Regions from separate parts of the Gossypium hirsutum genome. Here region 2 is linked to region 1. A link is a contact called in public Hi-C data. All regions are on one chromosome and are shown on one strand. The core of a region is the stretch at or near the end of the contact, and the rest is flanking DNA. Distances in the headings are between cores, read along the strand shown. Region 1 holds the start of LOC107899490 (aquaporin TIP1-1). Region 2 holds the start of LOC107948599 (ACT domain-containing protein ACR10).

Region 1 (6,234 bases), core at 2,451-4,950:
AGTTGAAACTCCTCTTATATCATTCGTTTTATTATAAAACATAAAAAAATTATTTTTATTAAAAACTTGACTATTTATAAAGAAATACCATTTAACGGGTAAATATGAGTTTACTCGATTATTTGATATTAAGATAAAAATAATGATGAAAATAATGATCCTATCATTTTGATAGTGGATGCGGTTGATGTAAGTTTATTTATGTGTTTGTGAAAAAGTTAATTAGAATAGTTTTCATCACAAGAAATTGCTCCACTAAAATATATTATCTCCAAGCATAAAACCTGGATCACAATTTGTAGTATTCATTAACATATATGTCATCATACCTACTCTTTTTTTAACCCAAAAAAGAAAATCGTACCTACTCTTTAATTTAGTTTAAGAATTTATTGAGGGTAACCCCTTAATTAATTTAATTAAGAGTGCTTATTAGATTTGAAAGGGGTAGATAAAATCGCAGACATGGAGGCATGTGAAATTGGGGAAGGGTCGCTGTCAAGCAGAGCTGTGGTATTTAACATATAATAAGAACAACAATGTGCACAATCAGAGACATTTTTATCTGGAACAGCCGCACTTTATCAGTAGGCCTCACAATCCACTTTGACATCCCTTCCTTCCAATCCGCGGCCACTTTAAAGCCACGTCTCACAATCCCATTTGGGTGCAGTCATTAAAGGATCAAAACGGTATCATGCTCTCCCCAGATACCAATGGGGTTTTGGACTAGCCTTTTGGCACTTGCAAATTTGGAACGGCCAGGGCTAAAAGACATGTAAAAGTCTTGGGTTACAACTAGGTACTGAAATTGGTTCAAGTGTTGGTTCAAGTTTTAGTAATGGTAGGATGATGTAAGTACAAAACTTGAGCTCCATGATCCCCCCAAGTCAAGGCCAAAAGGCCAAAGTAAGTAATGAAGATGGATATGCGAGGCACTTCTGTCCCATACGAAAGTTGAAACCCCACAGACCTGAAAAAGTGGCAATAAGAAGACAACAAACAGGGTAGGTCCTATGTGACAAATAATTTGGGCACGGTCGGTGCACGCCAGCTGGTCCTGAATATTCACGTGTCCCTTGTAGGCGTTATTATCCCCATCATTGAACGGCAAAGAATCTCTCTATGGACTTCACTTGTACTCAGCCACTCTACCACCATTTCTTTTACACTCGTACCTCAAATCATTTTTGTTTAGGTTTAAGGGACTTGATCAATCTCGTCGGGCAGGGCAGGGTGAATTCTGAAATATTTTTTCAGGGATCATTTGTATATTTTTAGGATAATAAAAATGTACTTATTATTATTTTAAATAGTTTATATTCTTATGATTTTTAAAATATCAAATTATTTTTATTATATTTAAGAATTAAAGTATAATTTTATTATTCTTAATTTAAAATTTTATAAATTATAAAAAAATCAAAAGAGATTTTCTACTTTAGGGGGAGCTGAGTCTCTACCAGCACCTTAACTCTGTCCTTATGCAAGGATTAAGAATTTAACTTTTATTTTTATTAAAATAATTATTATTAATGTTTATACCAACTTTTTAATTTAATATTTAATTTGATGAATTATTTTTTATTTTATATAATTATATCCATATAAAAATTTAATTTCAACTCAAATTTCAAAAAGTAGTAATATTGTTATTCATGTAAAATCATTTTAAGTTTGCTTATTATATGCGTAAACAACTATACTTATACAACATAAAAAATGATTGGATTTGTTTATTTATATATGTATTTATATGAATGCATTTTTCACATTACACACTTTTTAGTATGTAGTAAAAAAAAATAAATGATAAATAAAACACTTAAAAGGCTATATTTAAAATTTACTTATGAAATTGAAATGATATAATGATAAATTTAACCCTCAATGTTTACATATGTTATCAATTTTAGCTCTTATTCCTTTTTAAGTTAAATTTGACCTTTTATCTTTAAAAATGGGTTAAATTTGGCCATCAACCTTTCAAAAAGAATTGAATCATATTTAAAAAAAATACTAATTAAAACATTAAATTTTTAAACATGGGACAATCTTGTGTACTTCATTTTTTTTAATATTTATGAACTTTTTAATAAATTATTTAAACTTTTTGAATTTTTTTTGTAAAATTTAAATTATTTGTTAACATGATATATAAAGTAAATAATATCATGTCAACATAAAATATATATGGATCATCTTGTAAGTTGTCATTCTAATATTGTTAAAAATAACATTTTAATCAATATTTTTTTCAATAAAAATAATTTAATTTTTATTAAAAATAATGATTAAATTTATCATTATACGTATAAAATTACTAAATTTATTTAAAAATGGATAAAGAGTTAGGGTTAGTGTTAGATATATTATTATGTCTTTTTTTCCATTATTTTAAATATTCTGTCTAAATGAAACATGCCACCTGTACAATCTTACTTAAGAAAAGGTAAAAGTGAATAGGAAATGCACATGATAGAAACAAGGAAGAGGTAAAGAGAGAAGTCACATTTACAGCCCTGACGCTGGTTTTCAATAATATAAGAAAAAAGAATTACAGTGAGTCACTCATATACCATTTTTTCAGGGCATGCAATTGTAAACATCTGCCATTCATGATGATCATGATAGAGGATGGGAATGAAAAAAAACAAAAAAGTAAACAAGATCGACGGCCACAAATTAAACACAAAATACAAGGAAAGAGATAGGAGACTCAAATGTGATCGGAGAAAATCCGGTTTCAAAGTGACAGACAAATCAATTAAACCCTGATTAGGCTTAATAATCGGTGGTTGGGAGCTGCTCGTGGGTGTTGCTGATGAAGATGAACTCGTAGATGAGACCAGCGAGCCCACCACCGATAAGGGGTCCGACCCAGTAGATCCAGTGGTTGTCCCATGTCCAGCTAACCAAGGCTGGTCCGAATGAAACAGCTGGGTTCATTGAGGCTCCATCGAAGGCACCTCCTGCCAAAATGTTGGCCCCCACGATGAAACCAATTGCCAATGGTGCGATTGTTCCCAAGCTTCCCTTTTTGGGATCAACGGCTGTGGCGTACACTGTGTACACCAATCCGAAGGTCATCACGATTTCGAAAACCAATGCGTTAGACACGCCCACACCTGATGACAATCCAAAAGCTGGTACAGCCTGCGAAGCACCGTAACAAAACCCGCCAAATTAATAAATAAAATAAGACACTGTGCAATAACGGAAATAACTGATTTTGTAACGGAGTATTTTGGAGGGAAATGGTGATGTTACCAGGTCGCCGGTAGCGAACTTAAGCAACAGGCAAGCGACGGTTGAGCCTAGGAGTTGGGCGATCCAGTAAAGAATGCCGCGCAAGAGAGTGATGTTCCCGCCAACGAAAGCACCGAAGGTGACGGCGGGGTTGACGTGGCCACCTGAGATGTTGGCGCCAACGGAGACAGCGACGAAAAGACCGAAGCCATGAGCTAGAGCGGCGGCTACGAGACCGGCCGGGGTTGTTGCTCCGTTGTCGGTCAACTTGTTAAAAGCCATTCCTGAGCCCGATCCAGCGAAAACGAAGATCAAGGTTGAGATGAACTCAGCCAAAGCTGCCTTGAGAGCATCGGGGTGAGTCGCCTCTTCGGGCCGGCCAACTGCTATGTTTCTGATCGGCATATTTACCTTGGGAGCTGGAGATTGGAAATGGGAATGTTGAGTGAGTACTGGTCTAGTCTGGTCTCCACTTCTCGGCTCTACCTCTTACTTATATTTGAAAGCTTTGGTCCATGGTGACCGGGATTCATCCGTTACCGGTGGAATAATCTGGGGACGGGTGTACTATCTTGGATGGAGATTGGTGGACAGGCTGTGATATCATTATTTATGTAATTTTGGGAAACGGGATGAACCGGTCATCCCCGTTAAGACAGCGAAGAGGGAGTGATGTGAGGTGGATGAATGATTGCCACGTGTTCATGTAGGATAAGATCCATGAAAATGTGCGGCGTTTAGCCGATATTTTGTTTGCTTTCTCGGCTCCCTCTCGAAAGATGGAAACATTTTTAAAAAATAGAAGGATAATTCACAAACTAATGGGATAGACTGCCATGAAACAATATGATTTGGACACGTAGACTAAGGGACTACTGAGTGTGGGATCCGGCGGCTGAGAGATATTGGGTGTGGTGAAGATTAAAAATATGTAGGAGGAAAAGAATGGGAAGAACGTGAAAAGTTTGTTCACGTTTTGTAGTCTGGATAGGAATGATTTTTAATGCTATGATGAGATTTAACAAGTTTGAGTCAAATTATAGTTTTACATCAAAACTAATTACAAATGAAATGGTGTGAAGAGAAGTTTTTCTTAAAATTTAATCAAAAGAAATTGCAACATTTAATGGCAATAATTAAGTGAAGTTGAAGTATTCATTATCCAAAAATGTAGTATTCATCACAAGCAACTTCAATCATATATTTAGTCCATACTACGTCACCTTATATACTTTTATGAAAAAAAAAAAACCTTCAATTTTCTCATTATCATAACAACCTCTAATAACACATGCATTTACTCTCTTCTCATCATCAGTAACTATGATGTGAACCTTTAACATTAGCCTAATTATCATTACACAAAAGGGTTTATTGTTAGTCCATTATTAATTTGAAATAAATCATCTTCAAACCTTTCAATTGCAAATTATAGCTAGACATGGCCCCATCCAAAAAGACACCCGGCCCCTTTATTCATAATGCAAATTCACTTTTTTAGATTCTTCCTTTACTCCTTCATACTTTTCAAATATTATTTACTTAATCTTTATACTTTTATTTGCTTATTTTTATTTTTTTTATTTCCCAAATTTTAATCTCACCAAATAGTAATTGTTAATTTCATTAAGTATAATTCTACTATTTTTAAATTTTGATGCGCCAAATATATTATAATATGTAAAATGCTATATTAGTGTATTATTTTTAAATATTACTCACTAAAACCCCAAATTAACGGATTAATGATTGTCATTCATATAAAGTATAAAATTTCAAATTTTGAAATAGTATAAGGACTTAGAATGGTCCACTTGGAGAAAATTGACTCAATCTATAACTGTATGCATATTACATAATTAGTAATTGAATTCAACCAAACAAATTTAATTTCTATTGTTTGGGCCAGGACTAAAATTTCAAAATTTGAAAAGTACATGGACTAAAATTAATCAAATAAACATACAGGAACTAAATCTACAACTTTTGTAAATTATAGGGACTAATACCATAATTTGTCCTTAAATTTACTATAAGAATTGTATTTTTTTAAAAAAAAATAAAACCTAATTCAAATAAAATTTTCTGAGAAAAAAGGATCTTGAATTTGGTTATGCTCAGCATATTCCACATGACATTAGCTAATGATAATATTTTATATAATGCTAATTGTGTAAAATCAAATGGTTGGTAAAACTTGAAAACTTGAATGGCAATTTTAGTGATTTAAGTAATGGAGAGGTCCCCCCAAGTAAGCCAACCCTAAAATGTTTAGTGAATGAGACAGCTAAGCCACGGATTTTTTTTCTTTTCTTGAGAGATTCTTTAATTGAATTTTTCATTAATTTCATAAAAAAGAAATCTATAGTTTTAAGTTTCATACCCTAATTGTCTCTTTCGTAGATGGGCAACAAGAGCAGAGATTAGAATAGAAATTTTGTAATGCATGACATATATCTAATTCAAATGAACATTATAAAACACGAACAAATTAACAACTAGAATATATTCGACATTAACTGTATATAATAAAACTTAAATAAAAGTATATCCAAACCATTGTTTATATATAATAAAGCAAATTTAGTTGTTGGGTGGAGTATATGATTTTCTAATTTAGTGCAAGAAAAGATGAATAGTGTGAATGGTAAAAATCTAAATTCAGTATGGATAAAGGTGGATGTGTAAATAATAATAAAAAAGAATAGTTGATAAGGTAGGGGTAGTGAGCTTCCTTACCCTAAAGAGAAAGCACATGAAATGCTTGAATAACTCTGATTAAATTAAGCTTCTCTTTGGTACTTATTATGATTGACAATTATGGAAGTTCAACTAACTCTCTTTCCTCATGTGTTCTTCTTATCCACCACCCATTTTTATTTAAATAGAAACAAGATTTTACAGCTTTTTGTCGGTAAATTTGAAATATTATATTTTATCATTGTAGAAAGCTGGAAACCTCTACTACTCTCTTATGGAATGAGC
Region 2 (6,234 bases), core at 1,391-3,890, 280 kb before region 1:
ATAAATAATAAAACTTAATAAATACAATATTAGGCTCGTATATAAAAAAATTAAGCTTGAAATTCAAACCCAATATGATTTAAACTCGACTAAAAAGCCCAAAACTTGTAATTTTTGTAATATTCCCATCTAGAAATTCTACTTGCGCAGACTTCACTAAAAGGGTTATAACTTGAGTTCTGAAACTCAAAATCAAGTACTTCAAAGTGTGTTTTGAAGCTAAGAGATAGCTCTTCAACTCTATTCAGACATCTAAGCCTATAGATAGCTAGATCTCATCCAAAAATTCGTCGCAATTTGACTAATCTTTTCAACTTGAAAATTGATAGTTTGGTTGAATTGACTTTAATAAATTTCACTTATTCCATGCATGTATCATTCCCCCTTTTCTCGAAAAGACCTCACCTATTGTCTTTGATCGAATCTAGGTATGATTTGCTTGGCTTTTGACATTGAAATTAGGCATTGAGACTCGCATCAATCCTCCTCGGTCATTTTGCCAACTCTCAATATTTACACATTGTGTAATTTTTTTTTTGCAAATTTACTTTTCTTTGTGACATTGAGGGTTAATTTTTAAAAAAAATGAAAAAATATAAAATTTATTGTTTTGGATTTTTGGGTGTTTCCATTTTTGTATATTTTCAATCAAATGTAGATGATAAATTTGTTTTTTTAGCTTTTTAGGCAAAAATGTCAAGAAAAAAAAAAGCAAAACTCCAAATATGACCAAATTACAATGTGTTTGTTTAGAATCAAGACTTAATTGACATAATGTATAAATGTTGAAGGTTAAAATTGTTATCATGCTAATTTTAAAAGCTCCCATGTTAGCCTATTGGTGACCAAAAAAGATAAAATTGAATTGTTGGTGACCATTTTGTAACTTTTCATTGTTGGGTGACTAAAAAAGAAATTTACTAATAGTTGGGTGATTACTAGCAAATTTTACCCTTATTTTATTTTTCAACTATAATAAAAGGAAATAACATTTTAATGATGTGTCAATTTTTTACTGGCCGAAAGTTTTTTTTAAAACGGGTATAACATACGGGCCAATATTAGTTACGAAATACAGTTTAGGTACCTAACTCAAACAAAAACCATAATTTGAGGGCCAAGTATTAAATTAAACCTATCCTAAAATTTATTTATGCTATTATTTATATAAACTTTAAAAATTTACAATTAGGATAAACTATTTATATATTTAAAAAATTAAAATTTCGAGAAAAATAAATCTTTAAAAAAATTGAATAAGTTTCCTATCCTATATTTAATGCCAACACAACAATACAAATTCATAATATATACATATAACCATATATACATTATGCACATTTAATTAGACACCTATCCATATAGTACTATATACTATAATTTAATTTATATTTATTATTTAAATCAAATATGTTTTTAATCTATATGCAAACTTATTTTAATATTATATTTTTAATAGTATTTTTTTTTACTTTTTACATTCATTATTACATTTTAGTCCAAACACATCTTGTACCCTTAATTTACTACAATAATTAATTTTAATGTCATCATTTTTGTAATTTCACCATTCATCCATAAGACATGTGATAAATTTTTTTTATCTATTTTTATTAAAATTAAGATTTAAAAAATAATTATGCTAAAATTTCTCAAGTAATTTGATATTTTCTCTCGATTACTATTTCAACCGTATTTACTTAATAATTCATTGCAAGTGAGTTTTGTCTGTTAATAAAAAAAGTTTTAACAAATAAAAAATATAAAAAAATATGTTAAAAGAGATGAAGAAAGAAAGAAAATAGAGAGAGAATTAGAAGAGAATAAAAAAAAAAGTTAAAAAAAAACATAAAAAATTATTAAATTGCATAAAATAAAAAAAAATATGGATATCAATTATATAATTTAATTTAAATTTTTTGTTTGTAATGAATATTTAATGTGTTATGTCAATTTACCGTTATATCATTAATTATAATTAATAATTTAATGACTAAAATATTATAATACATTAAAGTAAAAAATTAAAATGTAACCTAAAATAAATAAAATTAATTACTTTAATAGTTAAAGAAAAAGTTAAATCTAAAATAGGGAAGGAAAGGCAACATATATGAGTGGGATCCAAGATCTAAAATGGGAGAAGTTAAATATTGATTAATACAAGGAAGCCCGATGGACAGCCATCCAACAGGCAAAAGTTTCCCGAGGTCTCGGTCATAGAGCAATCCAAGGTCACGTGACCATTAAAACACAACTTAAGTAAAGGACACGTGATGGCGGCTGATGGCCTATGTGCGGTACAGGTGATTTACCATCGAGTGACGTAACATGCTAACTACCTTACCCAGTGAAAAAGGTAAATTAACATATATCGTCGTTTTATCGTGATATATTGAGTTTTTATTTCAAGAAATGCTAAAAATTATTTATTTATATGTTTGAAATTAACTGTTTAAAGGATCCAACTTATCAGATTAATGGTATTTATATCCTCAAATGTAATTTGAATTCGCTTCACATAATTGGTTAGAGATGAGGATGGAGTAGTTGCCGAGATTTTGAGACCAACGGTAAAAACGAGAAAAGAAAGAAAGAAAAATTGACTGCTAAACAACTCCTCCTCCTACAAGTGAACCACAAGCCAAGAAACGCAAAGCAGTAACTTTCCCTCTCTCTCTCTCTCTCTCTCTCTGCTTTGCTTTGCTTTGCTTTTTATGTTTTGTCTGTCTGTCTCTCCACAACGCTACTACTCAAACAAGCACTGCAACTTCTCATTGAACCAAAACCCAAAGAATATATCAAATCAATTCCTAATCAAAACCAACTTCTTCACTGTTTCTTCAACCATTCAAGTTATACTACTACTATGGGTATTCTACATGACGACGTTGTGATTATAAGGCCGTCGGAGAAAGAAGGAGACCCCTCTCTTATCACTGTTAACTGCCCTGATAAAACTGGTTTAGGCTCTGATTTATGCCGCATCTTGCTCTTTTTTGGTCTTAGCATTGTCCGAGGAGGTAATTCCAAATCCCCCCCTCCCCTTGTTCTTTTAAACCAAGCTTGCATGTTTTTCCCCACTTTTTCCATTACTTTTTTAAAAACTTGGTTTTGATTTTGGTTTTAATGATGAGCATTTGGGAAGTATATCAAAAGTTTGATCATTTGGACTTAAGTTTTGGTCACATGGTTTAGACTTCTTTATGATATATATATATGTTTTAAAAAAAAAGAAAGAAAATTAATTAATGATTATGTTGGGGGGATTTGTTTTGTGAAGATGTATCTACGGATGGGAAATGGTGTTATATAGTATTTTGGGTGGTTTGTAAGCCAGCGACAAGGTGGGAATTGTTGAAGAAAAGACTAGTTCAGGCTTGCCCTTCTTGCTCTTCTGCTTCTGGAATTTCTTATTACCGTTCTGAGTTGCAGTCTCCTAAGCCTCCTGATGTCTTTCTCATCAAGCTTTGTTGTGTTGATAGAAAAGGCCTTCTGCATGGTAATCACTTTTTCCTTTTTCAAGATTTTGAGCTCTAAAATGTGGTTAAAAACTTTGATCAGTGAATGAATTTTAGATGTTTTGGTTTGGCAGATGTGACACAAGTTCTCTCTAGTCTTGAACTCAATATACAGAAAGTGAAGGTATCAACAACTCCTGATGGAACAGTGGTGGACCTTTTCTTCATCACAGACACCAGGTTCAGTTTATGTGTTATGTTTGTTAGCCAGGATCAGTTGTTAAAAAACAGCATGTATTTGCCTTCTATTCAAACTACATATGTGTATGTCTAAATGATATTACTGCTCGTGGTAACCCTGATACGCTAAGGCCTCTTGCATCTCTACCTTGAGTCATATCCTTTGGTAATATTATGATTTTTTTTTTCAGGGAATTATTACATACAAAAAATAGGCAAGAGGAGACTTATAAAGCATTGGAAGATGTTATGCAGGAAGCTGTGATTAGCTTTAACATTGAAAAGGTTGGACCAGAAATTACGGCATGTTCTCAAGCATCTCCATATCTTCCGTCTGCAATAACTGATGATATTTTCAACTTAGAGATGTCCAATGACCTCCCAAGTGTATCACTTACTTCCAACAATGTTTGTGTCACGATGGACAACTCACTCAGTCTTGCTCACACGCTTGTTCAGATTGTTTGTCAAGATCATAAAGGTCTTTTATACGACATAACGCGAACTCTAAAGGATTACAACATTCAGGTAGATTGTTTTTCCAAATTTTATTGTCAATGTTCAGTATTATGATGTGCATCTGTCTATCATAATTGGCTTGAATCCTTTCCAAACTGCGGAAGCTCCGTTTTACTTTTTAAATTTTCAATTGGGAAGGGAATCGTGCTTAGCCTGAAAACTAGTTCCACCCTGTTAATGCCTCAGTTTCGTTATGTGACTAGATTTCATATGGACGCTTCTATATAAAACAAGGAAGAAAGTGTGAGATTGACTTGTTTATAATGCAATCCGATGGGAAGAAGATAGTTGATCCTAGCAAGCAAACTGCATTGTCGTCGCGTCTGAAAATGGAACTGCTCCAACCACTAAGAGTAACTGTAGTGAGCCGGGGTCCTGACACTGAGCTTCTAGTTGCAAATCCCGTAGAGTTATCAAGCAAGGGCCGGCCTCTTGTTTTTTATGACATTACCCTTGCTCTAAAGATGCTTAATACTTGCATCTTCTCGGTACTTCCTCAACTCTCTCCCTGATATGCTTTCTGTATTTTTGTTGCTTAAAAACTAGCTTGCTTCATTGGGAGTTTGAACTTAACACTGCATTAGAGTTGATATAATGTGGCTGTAAGTTTTACACATCTTTTCTGCAATATGTGCTTTTCTTGATTATTCCTCTTCGCTGTTCCTGTCTGTCCGAACATAAATCAATGCATTACTTTTGTTATACCACTTGATTCGGACAAAAAACTGATTTATTTGGAATCTAGTGTCTGTCCCTTTTTATTCTGGAAATTTGCATGGTTAACCTTTTCGAGTCTGCATATTTTTCAGGCAGAGATTGGGAGACACATGATCGGAGATCGAGAGTGGGAAGTTTACAGGATTCTACTAGATGAAGGGGCTAGTTCATCCATTCTGAGACGAAAGGTTGAGGAAGAAGTTTGGAAGCGCTTGATGGGTTGGGAATAACTATGATTGGTCACAACATTGCCCCCTCCACAATGGCCGTTGCTAGCGCAGCTGTACAGTATACTTTACCCTGCCACCACCATGTGGAGTCGGTGTAAATATGGATCACTTTTCTAGAACTTCGCACCTTACACGTCCAGCTTCTGAGGCTAACCTTGCAATATAGGAACCAGTTGGTAGGAAGTAGATAAAAGGAACAGTAAGTTGTTATGGCCATGTATACATGAATGTATCATAGAGGTAGATATCATGCATATATTGTTTGTGTAAAGTATCTTTGATTGTGGACCCTTTTCTGTGGGTCAGTTTGGTTTTAAATGAAAAGCAATCCAACCAAATTTCTAGTGTCATTTTTCATTTCCACATCATTTTGGTGCCAATCTTTATATCCAACACCCATCTCCGAGTCCGGGTTAGCATCGACTGTAGTAAAAAAAGGGATCATCAAGTGGTACAAAGATAGCAACACGATTAACATTGTGGTTCCTGGTCATTAATAATATTCCTTCTTTCTTTGTGGTTGTTGGGAACTTCTTTGCTCTTGGTTTGCGACTTATCCAACAAAACTAGATAAATTTATGATGTCACATCGGAAACAGCTATGAATTGATCTTTGTCTAATTCGATCACTTTCATGTTGCATGTGAAGACATATACACCATGATATTTTTTTTATAGCAGCAAATGAGAAGACCAAGAGTGTCATAGATTCCACCTTTTAAAAGTTCTCATAGTTCAGTGAAGGTGTTGTCTTTTCTGATGTTCAACTTTGGTTTGTCCTTAGCCGGTTTGGGGAAGGGAAAAAAAGAAACATGTGTTAACTGTAGTTGATATAATATCTATGGGATTTTGACAGGATATCTATCTATTAAACAAACTTGAAAGCTGATGTTCTTCTGTTTGTTACAGACAAACAAGACCATAAAACAAAAATCCTCTAGTTTCATGAACACATTTTTCTTCATTACAGATTCCAGCCCAGGAGAGGAACATGTTTCGCCAGTAGGGTCTGAAACATTGTTTGGCAAATCGAATGTTGGAACTTGATTGAAACTTAAAAGGTGTTG

Evidence for each region. A called contact is a pair of places that touch in the nucleus more often than the background predicts.
Region 2: a contact with region 1 is called in a Hi-C map of leaf, with 2.0 times the contacts expected there. The contact joins the promoter of LOC107948599 here to the promoter of LOC107899490 in region 1. A contact is called at or near these places in 2 of 34 Hi-C or Micro-C datasets (callus and leaf).

Annotation. Positions count from the first base shown.
Region 1 is chrA04:64,939,508-64,945,741 of Gossypium_hirsutum_v2.1, reverse strand. LOC107899490 (aquaporin TIP1-1) reads right to left here and starts at 3,700. Exons shown (of 2, transcript NM_001326874.1): 1 at 3,271-3,700; 2 at 2,489-3,156. The coding sequence starts at 3,654. The coding sequence ends at 2,785.
Region 2 is chrA04:65,219,952-65,226,185 of Gossypium_hirsutum_v2.1, reverse strand. LOC107948599 (ACT domain-containing protein ACR10) reads left to right here and starts at 2,640. Exons shown (of 6, transcript XM_016883213.2): 1 at 2,640-3,023; 2 at 3,284-3,502; 3 at 3,596-3,701; 4 at 3,893-4,229; 5 at 4,424-4,708; 6 at 5,030-5,517. The coding sequence starts at 2,870. The coding sequence ends at 5,167.